Linked DNA regions of Sus scrofa: region 2 is linked to region 1. The links are chromatin contacts, called in public Hi-C maps. All regions are on one chromosome and are shown on one strand. Each heading gives the region's core, a stretch centred on a gene start, on an enhancer-like site or on the middle of the called end of the contact. The rest is flanking DNA. Distances are from core to core; before and after follow the strand shown. Region 1 overlaps IPO11 (importin-11). Region 2 has its middle 130 kb from the start of TRNAE-UUC.

Region 1 (6,677 bases), core at 2,127-4,626:
TTTAGAACTTAATGTATTAAAGTACTAATTGGTAGTATTCAGCATTTTTTATGGTCCAATCTTTTAAAAAAAATTTTATCACAGTGTGGTTGATTTAATATGTTCTGCCAATTTCATCCATAGTGACCCAGTCATATATATATGTATGTATATATATTTACACCTACAGCATGCACAAGTTCACAGGCTAGGGGTCGAATTGGAGCTATAGCTGCCTGCCTATGCCAGAGCCACAGCAATGCAGGATGCGAGCCACATCTGTGACCTATACCACAGCTCATGGCAATGCTAGATCCTTAACCCACTGAGCAAGTCCAGGGATTGAACCTGTATTCTCATGAATACTAGTCTGGTTCATTACCGCTGAGCTACAACGGGGAACTCCTGTATATTCCTTTTATCACATTATCTACCATCATGTTCTGTCATAAGAGATTGGATATAGTTCCCTGTGCTATGGATATAGTTCCCTGTGCTATGCAGTGGCATTTCATTGCTTATCCAATCTAAATGTAATAGATTAAAAATACTAACCCCAAACTCCCATTCATCCCACTCTCTCCCCCTCCCCTTTGACAACCACAAGTCTATTCTTCATATCTGTGAGTCTGTTTCTGTTTTATAGATAGGTTCATTTGTGCTACATTTTAGATTCCACATATAAGTTATGTCTTAAGGTATTTGATTTTCTCTTTCTGAATTCACTTAGTATGAGAGTCTCTGGTTGTATCCATGTTGCTGCAAATGGCATTGTTTTGTCCCTTTATAGCTAAGTAGTATTCCATTGTATACATGTACCACATCTTCTTAATTCATTCATCTGTTGATGGATATTTATTTAATTTATTTATTATGATTTTTATTTTTTCTATTATAGCTGGTTTATAGTATCCTGTCAATTTCTACTGTACAGTAAAGTGACCCAATATATATTATTTTTCTCCCATTATCCTCCATCATGTTTCATCACAAGTGACTAGATATAGTTCCCTGTGCTATACAGCAGGATCTCATTGCTTATCCACTCCAAATGCAGTACTTTGCATCTGCTAACCCCAAACTCTCAGTCCCTCCCACTCTCTTGCCATCCCCCTTGGCAACCACAAGTCTGTTCTCCAAGTTCATGAGTTACTTTTTTGTGGAAAGGTTCATTTGTGCCATATATTAGATTCCAGACATAAACGATATTATATGGTATTTGTTTTTCTGTCACTTAGTATGAAAGTCTCTGGTTCCATCCATGTTGCTGTAAGTGGCAGTATTTTGTTCTTTTTTATGGCTAAGTAGTATTCCATTGTGTATGTATACCACATCTTCTTAATGCATTCATCTGTCAGTGGACATTTAGGTTGTTTCCATGTCTTGGCTATTGTGAATAATGTTGCAACGAACATAGGGGTGCATGTGTCTTTTTCAACGAAAGTTTTGTCTGGATATATGCCCAAGAATGGGATTGCTGGGTCATATGGTAGTTGTATATTTAGTTTTCTGAGGTACCTCCATACTCTTTTCCATAGTGGTTGTACCAATTTACATTCCCACCAACAGTGTAGGAGGGTTCCCTTTTCTCCACATCCTCTCCAGCATTTGTTATTTGTTGACTTGTTAATGATCACCATTCTGACAGGTGTGAGGTGGTACCTCAGTAGTTTTGATTTGCACTTCTCTAATAATTAGTGATGTTGAGCATTTTTTTCATGTGCTTGTTGGCCATCTGTAAACGTTGATGGGTATTTAGGTTGTTTCCATGTCTTGGCTATTGCAAATAGTGCTGCAAAAAACATGTGGGTTGCATGTTCAATCTTTTTTTAATTACAGAAGAAGAGTACAGAGAGTTCTTTTGTGGCAGAGCAGGTTGAGGATCCAACATTGTCACTGTAGCAGTTCAGTTACTGGCTTAGGAACTTCCACATGCCACAGGGTATGGCCAAAAAAAAGAGTTATAAATAAATTAAATAAATAAATAAGAACACAAGAGATAGTGTATAGCAGTATTTTTGCTCACCATTTTAAGTTACTTGTTTTTGCTGCCATTTTTTTAAGGAATAAAACAAAATTGAAATTTACTATATATTCAAATAGTATAAAATATTCTATGCATTTAGAAAATCACAAAAATTACTCTATTTACATCTTATTTGAACTTGCTTTCTCCACTTGATAGCTGTTTGTTGTTGATAAATGTAAAGTTTGTTAATTCTGAATATTTAAAGTTTTTCATGTTTTAAAAAAATACTTTTATTTTTAAAGTTATGAAATATTTAGTTGTGCATTAGGAAAACTCAAGTGAACCACATTTTGAAAAAATAAGTTCCTGAGATTTCCTCTTAACAATACTTTTGAAACACAGATAACATTACTTCCTGTCTCTCAGTTTCCTGTATCCATGGCAACCTCTGTTTTACACACTGAGTGTGGAGGAACCAATGTGAAGAGTGGTGTTTCCTGAGCAAATTGTGACTTTAAAAAAAAAAAAAAAAAGTTGAGGGGTGGAAGTCAACAGCACCACAAAAAGAAATGCAGTTTAGAAATGTTCTTCAGATTTAGAAAGAAAACCTTTATTTGAATCATCCGAGTGTTAATAATATGAATTTCCTGTTCTTGGTAAGATTATTTATTTACATATGAACTTTTAGCTGAAACCAAAAATAATTTGGTTTGTAAAATATTGTAGTTTAAAGAGATTTTAATTGTTTTGTAATGAATTTGTGTTTTTCTAAATTATACTGTTGTTTAATTGATGTTAGACTTTAAGTTGATAAAGGGACATATTATATTCAAAATCTTTGTCCCTGCATCATCATTTGTCACTTTTGTTATAGTCAATTGTAATATTTTAAATTAACTTAGAAAACATTTTATTTTGCAGTTCATTAAATTTGAATCATCATTTTGTCAAACAGTGGCTTAAAGGCTTGGAGCTGCTAATAATTCTAGAACATATTTCAAATTTATTGTTTTATGTTATCACCATTGTATGATTTATGATATTTAGTATTATTGGCTGATCCTAATAAAATACAGTACAGTATTTCTAGTAGTATAAAACTTTCATTTAAAGAACTTTGTGATGATTTAAAGTTTTACCTTTTCTTTTTATAGACAAATTTGATATGAACAGAAAAACCAAGAACAGGGCTATGTGTGGAGTACGTTTTTCTCTCCTTTGCCTCCGACTGTTTCTACTTGTTGCCTGTTATCTTGTATTATTGTTCCATAAAGAGATACTTGGATGTTCGTCTGTTTGCCAGCTCTGCACTGGGAGACAAATTAACTGCCGTAACTTAGGCCTTTCAAGCATTCCTAAGAAGTTTCCTGAAAGTACAGTTTTTCTGTATCTGACTGGAAATAATATATCTCATATAAATGAAAATGAGTTAACTGGACTTCATTCTCTTATAGCATTATATTTGGATAATTCCAGCATTGTGTATGTATATCCAAAAGCTTTTGTTCATTTGAGGCATCTTTATTTTCTATATTTAAATAATAATTTTATAAAACGCTTGGATCCTGGAATATTTGAAGGACTTTCCAATCTTCGTAATTTATATTTACAGTCTAATCAAATATCTTTTGTTCCAAGAGGAGTGTTTCATGATCTAGTTTCAGTTCAGTACTTAAATCTACAGAGAAATCGCCTCACTATCCTTGGGAGTGGTACGTTTGTTGGTATGGTTGCTCTTCGGATACTTGATTTATCAAATAATAAAATTTTGAGGATATCAGACTCAGGCTTTCAACACCTTGAAAACCTGAATTGTTTGTATCTAGAAGGCAATAATTTAACAAAAGTACCTTCAAATGCTTTTGAAATACTTAAGAGTCTTAAAAGACTTTCTTTGTCTCATAACCATATTGAAGCAATACAGCCCTTTGCATTTAAGGGACTTGTCAACTTGGAATATCTCCTCCTAAAAAATTCAGGAATTAAAAATGTTACTAGGAATGGATTTAATGGAATTAATAATCTTAGGTATCTGATTTTAAGTCATAATGATTTAGAAAATTTAAATTCTGACACATTTAGCTTGTTAAAGAATTTAATTTACCTTAAATTAGATAGAAACAGAATAATCAGTATTGATAATGATACATTTGAAAACATGGGAGCATCTTTGAAGATCCTTAACTTGTCATTTAATAATCTTACAGACTTACATCCAAGGGTCCTTAAGCCATTGTCTTCATTGACTCATCTTCAGGCAAATTCTAATCCTTGGGAATGTAACTGCAAACTATTGGGTCTTCGCGACTGGCTAGCATCTTCCGCCATTACTCTAAACATCTATTGTCAGAGTCCCCCATCCATGCGTGGCAGAGCATTGCATTATATTAAATGGACTGACTTTACAAATTGTGTTACATCTTCAACAAATGCATCCAGAGCTTGGGCTATAAAATCTCTCCATATTCATCACAAGACCACTGCGTTAATGATGGCCTGGCATAGAATAACCACAGATGGGAAACATTTGGAAAACAATGAAAGCGTTACTTTCTGGGAACGAATTCGTACTTCACCTGCCAGTAGATTTTTTCAAGAGAATGCCTTTGGTAATCCATTAGAGACTACTGCAGTGTTACCTGTGCAGATACAGCTTACTTCTCCTGTTAACTTGAACTTGGAAAAAAACAGTGCTCTACCAGTTGATGCTGCTTCGGTGTCAGGGAAAACATCCCTAATTTGTACACAAGAAGTTGAAAAGTTGAATGAGGCTTTTGACATTTTGCTAGCTTTTTTTATTTTAGCTTGTGTTTTAATCGTTTTTTTGATCTACAAAGTTGTTCAGTTTAAACAAAAACTAAAGGCACCAGAAAACTCAGGGGACAATAGACTTGAATACTACAGCTTTTATCAGTCAGCAAGGTATAATGTAACAGCTTCATTTTGTAGCACTTCTCCAAATTCTCTAGAAGGCCCTGGTTTGGAGCAGATTCGACTTCATAAACAAATTGTTCCTGAAAGTGAAGCGCAGGTCATTCTCTTTGAACATTCTGCTCTGTAATTTAAATATTGGCTATAAGAAAACCTCAGAGTTGTGGACATGAATAAGCTGAAGCCTCCTTATAGAATTTTAGACTTTATTTGGCTATATAATGAACTATATGAGCTTAGTATTAATAAATATATGTTTTTCATAATTTGTGAATACTGTATTCATTCAGCAAATATTTTTTGATAGGTGCTATATTAAGTAATAATAGGTAACATCTCTGCATACCAAGCACTATGCTAAATACTTCACATACAATATTTAATCCTTTATAAGGTAATCTGCCTACACTTTACAAGTAAGGAAACCTAGGCAGAGTGAGTTTAAGAAACTGTCCCAAATTCTGACAGTTTGTGGCACTTTTTTTTTCGTGTTTTCTTTTTTTTAAGACCACACGTGTGGCATATGGAAGTTCCCAGGCTAGGGCTCGAATCAGAGCTGCAGTTGCAGGCCTTCGCCACAGCCACAGCAACACTGAATCCAAGCTACATCTGTGACCTAAGCCGCAAATTGCAGCAGTCCCAGATCCTTAACCCACTAAGCAGCGAGGCCAGGGATCGAACCCACATCCTCATGGATACTAGTTGGATTCTTAACCCGCTGAGCCACAATGGGAACTCCAGCTTGTGACACTTTTTAGATCTGGTTTCAGAGCCCATGCTTTTAATTTCCTACTATACTGCTGCCTGGATACTAGGACTATAATTGTGAATAGCATAGACATGGTTCCTATTCTTGGTAGAGCTTACAATGTGGAGGAGGAGACAGACACATGGTTACTGTATGGTGTGGTAAGTACTTGACGTGAAGGCACTGTCTTGGATAAAATACATAGAAGTGAGAGATGCCTTTATGAGAAAAGTGCATTGAAACCAGATCATGAGGGATAAGCAGAAATTAGCCCAGTGAAAGGGATCTAATAGGTAGAGGTAATATCATATCAGAAGGGCTGAAGAAATAGAAAGAATAGTGCTTTTTAGGAAATAAAATTCAGTCCAACTAGAGTTGTGAGTGGTGTTGTAAGATTTGCAACTGGAAAGATCAGATGATAAAGGATGTTATAATTTGATGTCTTTCTCTAGGATAACAGGGAGCCATGGAACGAGTTTAGTCATTGTTGAGAGTAACAAATGGCTGCTGTCTGGCTGCACATTTAATGATTATTTTAAACATTTAGCATTTGGCAAATACAAACTGCAAGTGCACTCTTCTTGGAGGGCACAGGACTAGAGAGGCCTGGACCGGGGTAGTAGCAGAGGAGATGGATAGGTTCTAGAGCTACTTTGGAAGGTGCCTTGGTGATTGGCTGCAGGGTGGCAGGTAAGGGAAAAATCAAATGTTAGGCTTTTGGCTTGGGCAAGTCTTTACCCTTAGACTATACACAACTTTGTAAAAAACTTTTATAAACCACATACAGAAGTAGATAACCTGTTTTAACCACCACTTAGGTCAAGGAGGAGGACCCACATGAGGAGGATCCACATGTAATTAGGGCATTTCTACTCCATTATCTTACCTGCACCACAGTAAAAACAGTAAAATTTGCCATATTTTTTCCCAAGTTTTATTGAAGTATAGTTGATTTACATGGCTGTGATAATTTCTGTTGTACTGCAAAGTGATTCAGTCATACATATACACACATCCATTCTCTTTCAGGTTCTTTTCCCACGTAGATTA
Region 2 (6,978 bases), core at 2,815-5,314, 94 kb after region 1:
CAGGGTATGTAACTTTGTGAGCTTCCGTTTTCCATATGTAAAACGGGGACCTTTCCACATGTAAAATAGGCTTGTTGAGTAAATTAAGTGCCACCACCTCTAGCTGCAGCAGCCAACACAGTGCCCAGGATGGAGTAGGCTCTCACTGAAATTATCCTCGTGACAGTGCACCATCCACTGTGACAGGCAGTGCCAGTGCAGCAGTGAGCTGGACTCAGACACTGCTTGAGGTGTGGAGGGGAAGACAGACAAGAAAACCAGACATGACAGCAGGCCTGATGGGTCCGTGAGGAGCCAGCCCCCAGCACAGAGATGCCTGATATCGAGACAAGGAGAGACCCTGCTTTCTTGTGTGTGTTATCATTGTCTGACAGGAGATGGTCTTTTGTTTTCCAGCCTAAATAAGTAGAAAACTCATCTTTCCTTTCTCCAAAAAGACTTGATTCTGACTCTGTGCCCCCCACCCTCCACCCCATGGGGTTAAACTGAAAGACAGGTGCGTCTGTTTTGGCTTCACAGGGAGATAGCATTTAAAATAGGCATGGGTTCAAAGCACCATTGGAGCAATAGGTCTCTCTTTAGGGAGGAAGGAGAAACTGAAGATCAATTCAATCATTCTTCCTGAGGAAAAAAAGAAAGATAAAAGATAAGGAAGCAATTTCACAGTTCCAGAAGGGAATAGAGAGCAGAGTTCTAGCTCTCCTGAAATTCATTTCAAGAGAACAACTTTGGTTGCTGCATTTCATCCTCTCTGATACAGGCTTGACACCCAGAACTATAAAAATTGGATCCCAACTCTGTTGCCACAGTTTATAGGATCAGAGACATATGCCCTTGGATATCTTTTCTGGCATTGGAAGGAGTTAACAAATTCTTACCTTGTCAGATAATATGAGAGTAGCTGATAAGCAGGTTGTCATTTTAAAGCAGTCAAGGGAGACATTGGAACTTCGGGGTGCTGAGAAACTGGAGAACTCAATACAGGATATTTGCCAGGGAGCCATCATATTTTATTGTAGAGTATTTTGTGCACAAGCAATGTCTGGGACAGAAATGGGACAATTACTTCTGAAGGCTCTATCAGTTGTCCTATATCGAGTTCTATGCAGTGGGTGTCAAAATGCAGTAGGGTTTGAATACATCAGCGTTGCTTCCTGGTGACTATGTGACACCCGTGGGAATGATCTGCACCTCTTCTGGAGGAAGGAAGGGAGAGAGCTGTGCCTGCCCCTTTGCTTCTTCACCCATTTCTTTCCTCCTCAATTCATTCTCTACAGTTCTGTCAGATGGCGTTTTCTAGACACCAAATCTGGTTATATGACATCTTGTCTTAAACCTCCACAGGCTCTCTTTCCTTTTGGCTATATAATGCATCCCAAACCTTGGGAGTTCCCTCCTCTCCATGCTTCCTACTCCAGCTGCTCAGAACATTTCCTATTCCTGGAAGAGCCCCCACACTCCTGGGCCTGACAGATGCAGCCTCTCCCTGCATCGTGCCTCTAAATCTGACACACATTCCCACACCCAGCTCAGGTGTCAACTCCTCCAGGAAGCCTTCCTCAGCTCATTCAGGATCCATGAGTCCCTCTCTTTTTTGGTTTCTCATAGCCCTTGTGCATACCCCTTTAATAGCCCTTTCTACATTGTTTTAAAATTCTTATTATTTTTTATGTCTCCCACTCTAGACCTTGAGCTGTGTACCTGGCATTTGGTAGGTTCCAGCGGGTGATTACTGATTTGAAATAGGAAGCTGGCCTTGTTCTGCTTTTCCTGACTTATCAAGGTTTTGTATAATTTGACGGCTTGTGGCAAACGCGGGCTCACAGACATGTTTTAATGACATATGCAAGCATATATGATTAATATCCTCTGAGTTTATGATTTTGTGGGTAAATTGTCAATCAGGAAATGGGTGCTCTTTTATTCTAAGTCTTAGGAGAGGACTCAGAAGTCATCAACATGTACTGTACAATTATTCGGGGTGAGCCTCGAACTTTGGACAGTCAGAAAGAACTAACAGAAAAACTCAGGGCTTCTCAAAGAATTTAGTTTTGTCTGGGGGGTAATATGAGCTAAGTGCTGAATTATGGGATAAGAGAAATACCACATGAACATAAGGTGTTCAATAAAGACTATCTCACTTATGTGTGTGTGTGAAACAAAAGGATAGTTGATAGGAGAGGGTTACTTATTTGTGCTTCTGAAATGACTGCAACCCTTAAGACGGGTAGAGTCTTCTGTTTCATACAAAGAGAAAATGAGGTTCTATTATTTTTGAGGCTCATAGAAAAACTTAAGAAATCTTTCAGAGAATTACCTTAATGCCTCTCAGTCATCCATCACAGAGGGACCTCCCTCATTCCTTTGAAAGAGACTACTTGTAAAATTTTTATAGAATTCCTTCTCTGAAGAGCTCAAACTACTGAACCATACATACCAAGGCCATGATTCTATTTCTATATTTTAAATTTGTATTTCTTCTGAAATCAAGTCAAGGACCAATATTTTATACAATTAAAAAATTATTTATTTATTTATTTATTTTGGGGGGTCTTTTTTGGACTTTTTTTAGGGCTGCACCTGCGGCATATGGAGGTTCCCAGGCCAGAGCCCACAGCAACACTGGATCCTTAACCCAATGAGGGAAGCCAGGGATTGAACCCACAACCTCATGGTTCCTAATTGGATTCATTTCCACTGTGCCATGACAGGAACACCAAGGCTTTCTATACAATTTAATATTTAGGACCAGGAGCAAATTTTCCTAAAGGACTTTATTCATATCTTACCAGCAGACAAAGTTGAGCTTTGTACCAAAAGTCACAGGAGAAGGCACTTGAGAATTCAAGAATATTGAGTTCCAAACAAAAGACAAGCCATTATATCTAATACTTTTGGACAAAATGGTGAAGAAGAGGGTGGAAAATAATGTACTCCACCGACTGTGATTTGAACAATTTGGGGATGGTTGGCATAGCTGCTACTCTTTGAAAAACCTTAAATCAATAAAACAGTGAACAAAAAACACTCATTTTTGCAATGAATACCTCACAAGTGCTTCTTGAGTCAGCTTATAATAACTGTAAATAAGAGGTTTCAGAGCTACCAACGAGCCTCTTGCACTCAGACCCAGGTGTGTGTCTTTTCTGCCCCCAGCACACAAACCTCTCCCAAGGCTGAGACTTTCACAGGCCATTTCCTCCCGGACAGGCTCAGAGCGCCTTTTCTTTAAGTTTTGCAGCCTTGCCTCTCAACAACTCTCTTGCAATTTAAATCCCACACCTGGACAGCTGCCTTCGCTGGTTTAGCGCCCTCTTGAGGCAGCAAGGCAGAGGCACATTCTTATGGGTGAAGATCCCGTTCTTGTTTTGGTTGCATTTGTCTGGCTCCATAATAGATCTGAAGCCTGGCTTCACATTAGAACCACTTCGAATCTTTAGTTAAGGATTGACGGCTGAGTCCTGTCCCCAGACGACCTGATTCAGTGTTTCTGGGGATGGGGTCCAGTGATTCTGATGCACAATGAAGGCCAAGAGCTACTGGTCTCCACCCTCCCTCCAACCCCATTTGATTACAAACTGCTGCAGGCATAGGCGGTGGTGGTGGTGTCATGGCGTCTTCTACTTCCGTGAATCTACCCATCGATGTCGGTGAGTTCTCGGTACTCATGACTCACTCTGTGACTTCTCTGAAGATCCATTGGGTCTAGGTGGCCCTGCCGGGGTCTTCTCAACTCTCAATGTAGTATCTGAGGCTTGGTGTGGAGAGAGCTGTGTGAACTTCCCATCTCTGCGGGGATGAGATGGTGCTTTCAGGACCTTGCCCTGTTGTTATCTTCGGAAGCAGAGCGAGTTGCTGTCCAGTTGAGGGAGAAATAAAAGATAAACTTGTGAAAGAGAGGCCTAGCTGCTGCCAGACCCAGCTGGCAAGAGGTTTGAGTCTGATGGTAAGAGATTTGGGCTGAGCCAGGAGGAGAAAGAAGCCCAGACAGCAGGTCTCTATTGACTGAGAACAATGACTATTTTTCACTGAGGTGGGAAGCAAGTTCATTAAAACTCAGTTGGATTAGCTAGGCTGTCAGCTGCTCAGAGAACTTGGCCAGACCCTGGAAATCTAGCCAAGGATGCTGGGCCAGGCTTCTACTGTGATTTCAGAGCAGCCATTTAAATTTACTTTTACTGTGATCCTTCTGTGAATGAGATTTGTGCTTTCAAGAAAAAAAAAAATGTTATCTTAATTATGTATGGGGTTCTGGAAAAGAAACTGAACTTGGAAAATGTGGATTTGTGTTTGACCTTGCTCGAGGTTGAGTGACTGGCCCGGAAGAGGCTGTTTCCTCATCTGTAAATTGAATTGTGAGACATACTCTACTAAGAACTGCTGTGAGGATAAATAAAGGTCTTCTCCAGAAGGTGGCAGCACATACTAGAAGTCACAGCCACCAGCTATTTTCAGATTAACTAGGCCCCCTAGAGGAAAGCCTACCAGAAGCCAGGACATTCCCCTGGCTGGAGTTCCTTATTTCTTGGCCAGATGTTGGTCTTCCAGCCAGGGCTCTAGAGACATGAACTATAGAACCTGACTGTTGGAAAACTCTTCCCCTAATAGGCTCTTATTCCTCTGCTGTCCCTGACCTTCTTCCACACCCCACCTCCACCCCCTTCTCCACCACTCCCTGGCTTGGATCTCTGTATACACCTCTAGAGAATAACATTGAGGATTCTTTACACTTTTTATGCAATCTAATTCTTACTCGAGGAGAGAGGAGTTTAAATGATGCTTTCTTTGCTTGAATGTTTTTTAGTGTTTAACCAACTGTTGTTGGTGGACTGTCTAGAATCAGTAATGATAGGTACCACTGAAATAAATTCTAAGTAAAGGTAAGACCATAAATGAGAAGCATGAAATGTGCCAAGACAAGCATAACAGAAATAACCAGAGCAAGATACACCCCCTTCTCATCCTGCCACCCACAGTGTCAAGGCTGTATCTGCATGACACAATATCAGAGGTAGTTGAGGCTTTGGGGCTGAATTTAAAATTCTAAATGTGAGTAAGTGGCTAGAGCAAGGTTCCCTGGAATAATTGCTGGCTAGGGTTATTGCCAGCCCCAAAGAAACAAACATCTTAAAGTCATAAATTGAGTCAAAGTTCTCTCTGGGATAACCCTTATGTTTTTTGATTGAAGCCCAGTGGCTGTCGGTTCTTTGCATACTTGAATCATATGTGGAGCCTTTCAAAATACAGAGTCCCAGGCCTCACCCTAGACAAATTCAGTCCGAATCTCTGAGGGTGAGAAACACCTTGGTGTGTTGCCACAGCTTTCCAGGTGATGCCAATGTGTAAACAGAGCTTTAACCTGTGGTTGGGAGAGCTAATCTCACTAGACTTTTGCTGATATCCTGCCCTTACCAAGGAAATGGGTGTAGCTTCCAGAAGAAGCTTCTGCTAGATCAGTGACTATGTAGCTAGACCACAGCAAAAGGATTAGAGAAAGAATTAGAGTTGTTACTCTTCTATATCAATCGTCTTGATTTTCTCTCCTTACTTTTTTTTTTTTTTTTTTTTTTTTTTTATTTTCCCACTGTACAGCAAGGGGGTCAGGTTATCCTTACATGTATACATTACAATTACAGTTTTTCCCCCACCCTTTCTTCTGTTGCAACATGAGTATCTAGACATAGTTCTCAATGCTATTCAGCAGGATCTCTTTGTAAATCTATTCTAAGTTGTGTCTGATAAGCCCAAGCTCCCGATCCCTCCCACTCCCTCCCCCTCCCATCAGGCAACCACAAATCTCTTCTCCAAGTCCATGATTTTCTTTTCTGAGGAGATGTTCATTTGTGCTGGATATTAGATTCCAGTTATAAGTGATATCATATGGTATTTGCCTTTGTCTTTCTGGCTCATTTCACTCAGGATGAGATTCTCTAGTTCCATCCATGTTGCTGCAAATGGCATTATGTCATTCTTTTTTATGGCTGAGTAGTATTCCATTGTGTATATATACCACCTCTTCCGAATCCAATCATCTGTTGATGGACATTTGGATTGTTTCCATGTCCTGGTCTCCTTACTTTTGATAAGAGTATGGGAGGCAAAACAACCACGTCTATGTGCTAGACTTTGTTTTGGGAACTTTCCATAAAATATCTCTTCTCATCTTCACAAGTGGGTATTTTTATACCCCATTTACAAATGAGAAAACTGGGGTTCAGAGGAGTTAAGTAGCTTGCTCAAGGGCTAGATATGGGGTATAGGAGAGTTGGGATTTGAACCTAGGTCTGTTTGACTCCAAAAGCCTCGTCTCAGAACACACTAATCATGTTTTGACAAAGTTCAGCATCAAAAACATCTATGAGACTCTGGGAAAAGTTGAAGAGGAGTTGACAAGCAGGCCTCTGTTGAAACAGCTGGGAAGTGTGATAGAATCAGCCTCCTAATTAGGGTGTGGTCCTCCCAGGCCCTTCCCATCTGAGACGTCAGTGACAGGGAAGCACTGTGCCTTGGGGGCTGTGTGTGCCTTGGCTTCATTGAAGGCCCTTGTCTGAATGACCTGAGGCTCTGGCAGAAGAGAACACTAAGAGCAGGTATAAGAAATGCAGCGTGAAGAGAGAAGGGATCTCTTTGTTGCACACTGCAAGCTCTGATCACGTTAGGATTTAAAGAAAGAGCCCTGCCTCAAGTCCAGCATTCCTTGCTTTCATTAATAGTCACGAAATGAAAGAGCCCCAAGTCTTAGAGGACCTCAGAAGAGTGAGTGTCTAGAAGACTTGAGTTCTGAAATGGGAGCTGATCTCAGGTGAGTGCTCTCTACATGCTTTGGTGCCCATGGTTTGGACATGGGTGGAGGTGAGACAGTCACTGGGAAAATTGTCATAACTTGGTTACATGAGAGTGGGCTGTCAGATCTGAATACAAATCTGACCCTGCTTGAAATCCATGATGTCTTTGAAAATGGGCATCCAGACTGTCTGA

What was found. Hi-C and Micro-C count contacts between places; a contact is called where the count stands out from the background.
Region 2: a contact with region 1 is called in a Hi-C map of retroperitoneal adipose tissue, with 2.2 times the contacts expected there. The contact joins two enhancer-like sites. A contact is called at or near these places in 4 of 47 Hi-C or Micro-C datasets (fetal heart ventricle, mesenteric adipose tissue, retroperitoneal adipose tissue and 1 more) and 1 of 2 datasets of contacts at active chromatin or transcription factors (skeletal muscle).

The regions. Positions count from the first base shown.
Region 1 is chr16:41,290,500-41,297,176 of Sscrofa11.1, forward strand. All of the region lies in intron 27 of IPO11 (importin-11), which reads left to right. Among named protein-coding and RNA genes, the nearest start is that of TRNAE-UUC, 35 kb to the left of the region's middle. Within about 2 kb of position 3,377, at least 8 of the 83 cell types and tissues checked have an H3K27ac peak or open chromatin away from gene starts, as enhancers often do. A contact at or near this core is called in retroperitoneal adipose tissue, where this site is marked.
Region 2 is chr16:41,384,032-41,391,009 of Sscrofa11.1, forward strand. No RefSeq gene overlaps it. Among named protein-coding and RNA genes, the nearest start is that of TRNAE-UUC, 130 kb to the left of the region's middle. Within about 2 kb of position 4,065, at least 15 of the 83 cell types and tissues checked have an H3K27ac peak or open chromatin away from gene starts, as enhancers often do. A contact at or near this core is called in retroperitoneal adipose tissue, where this site is marked.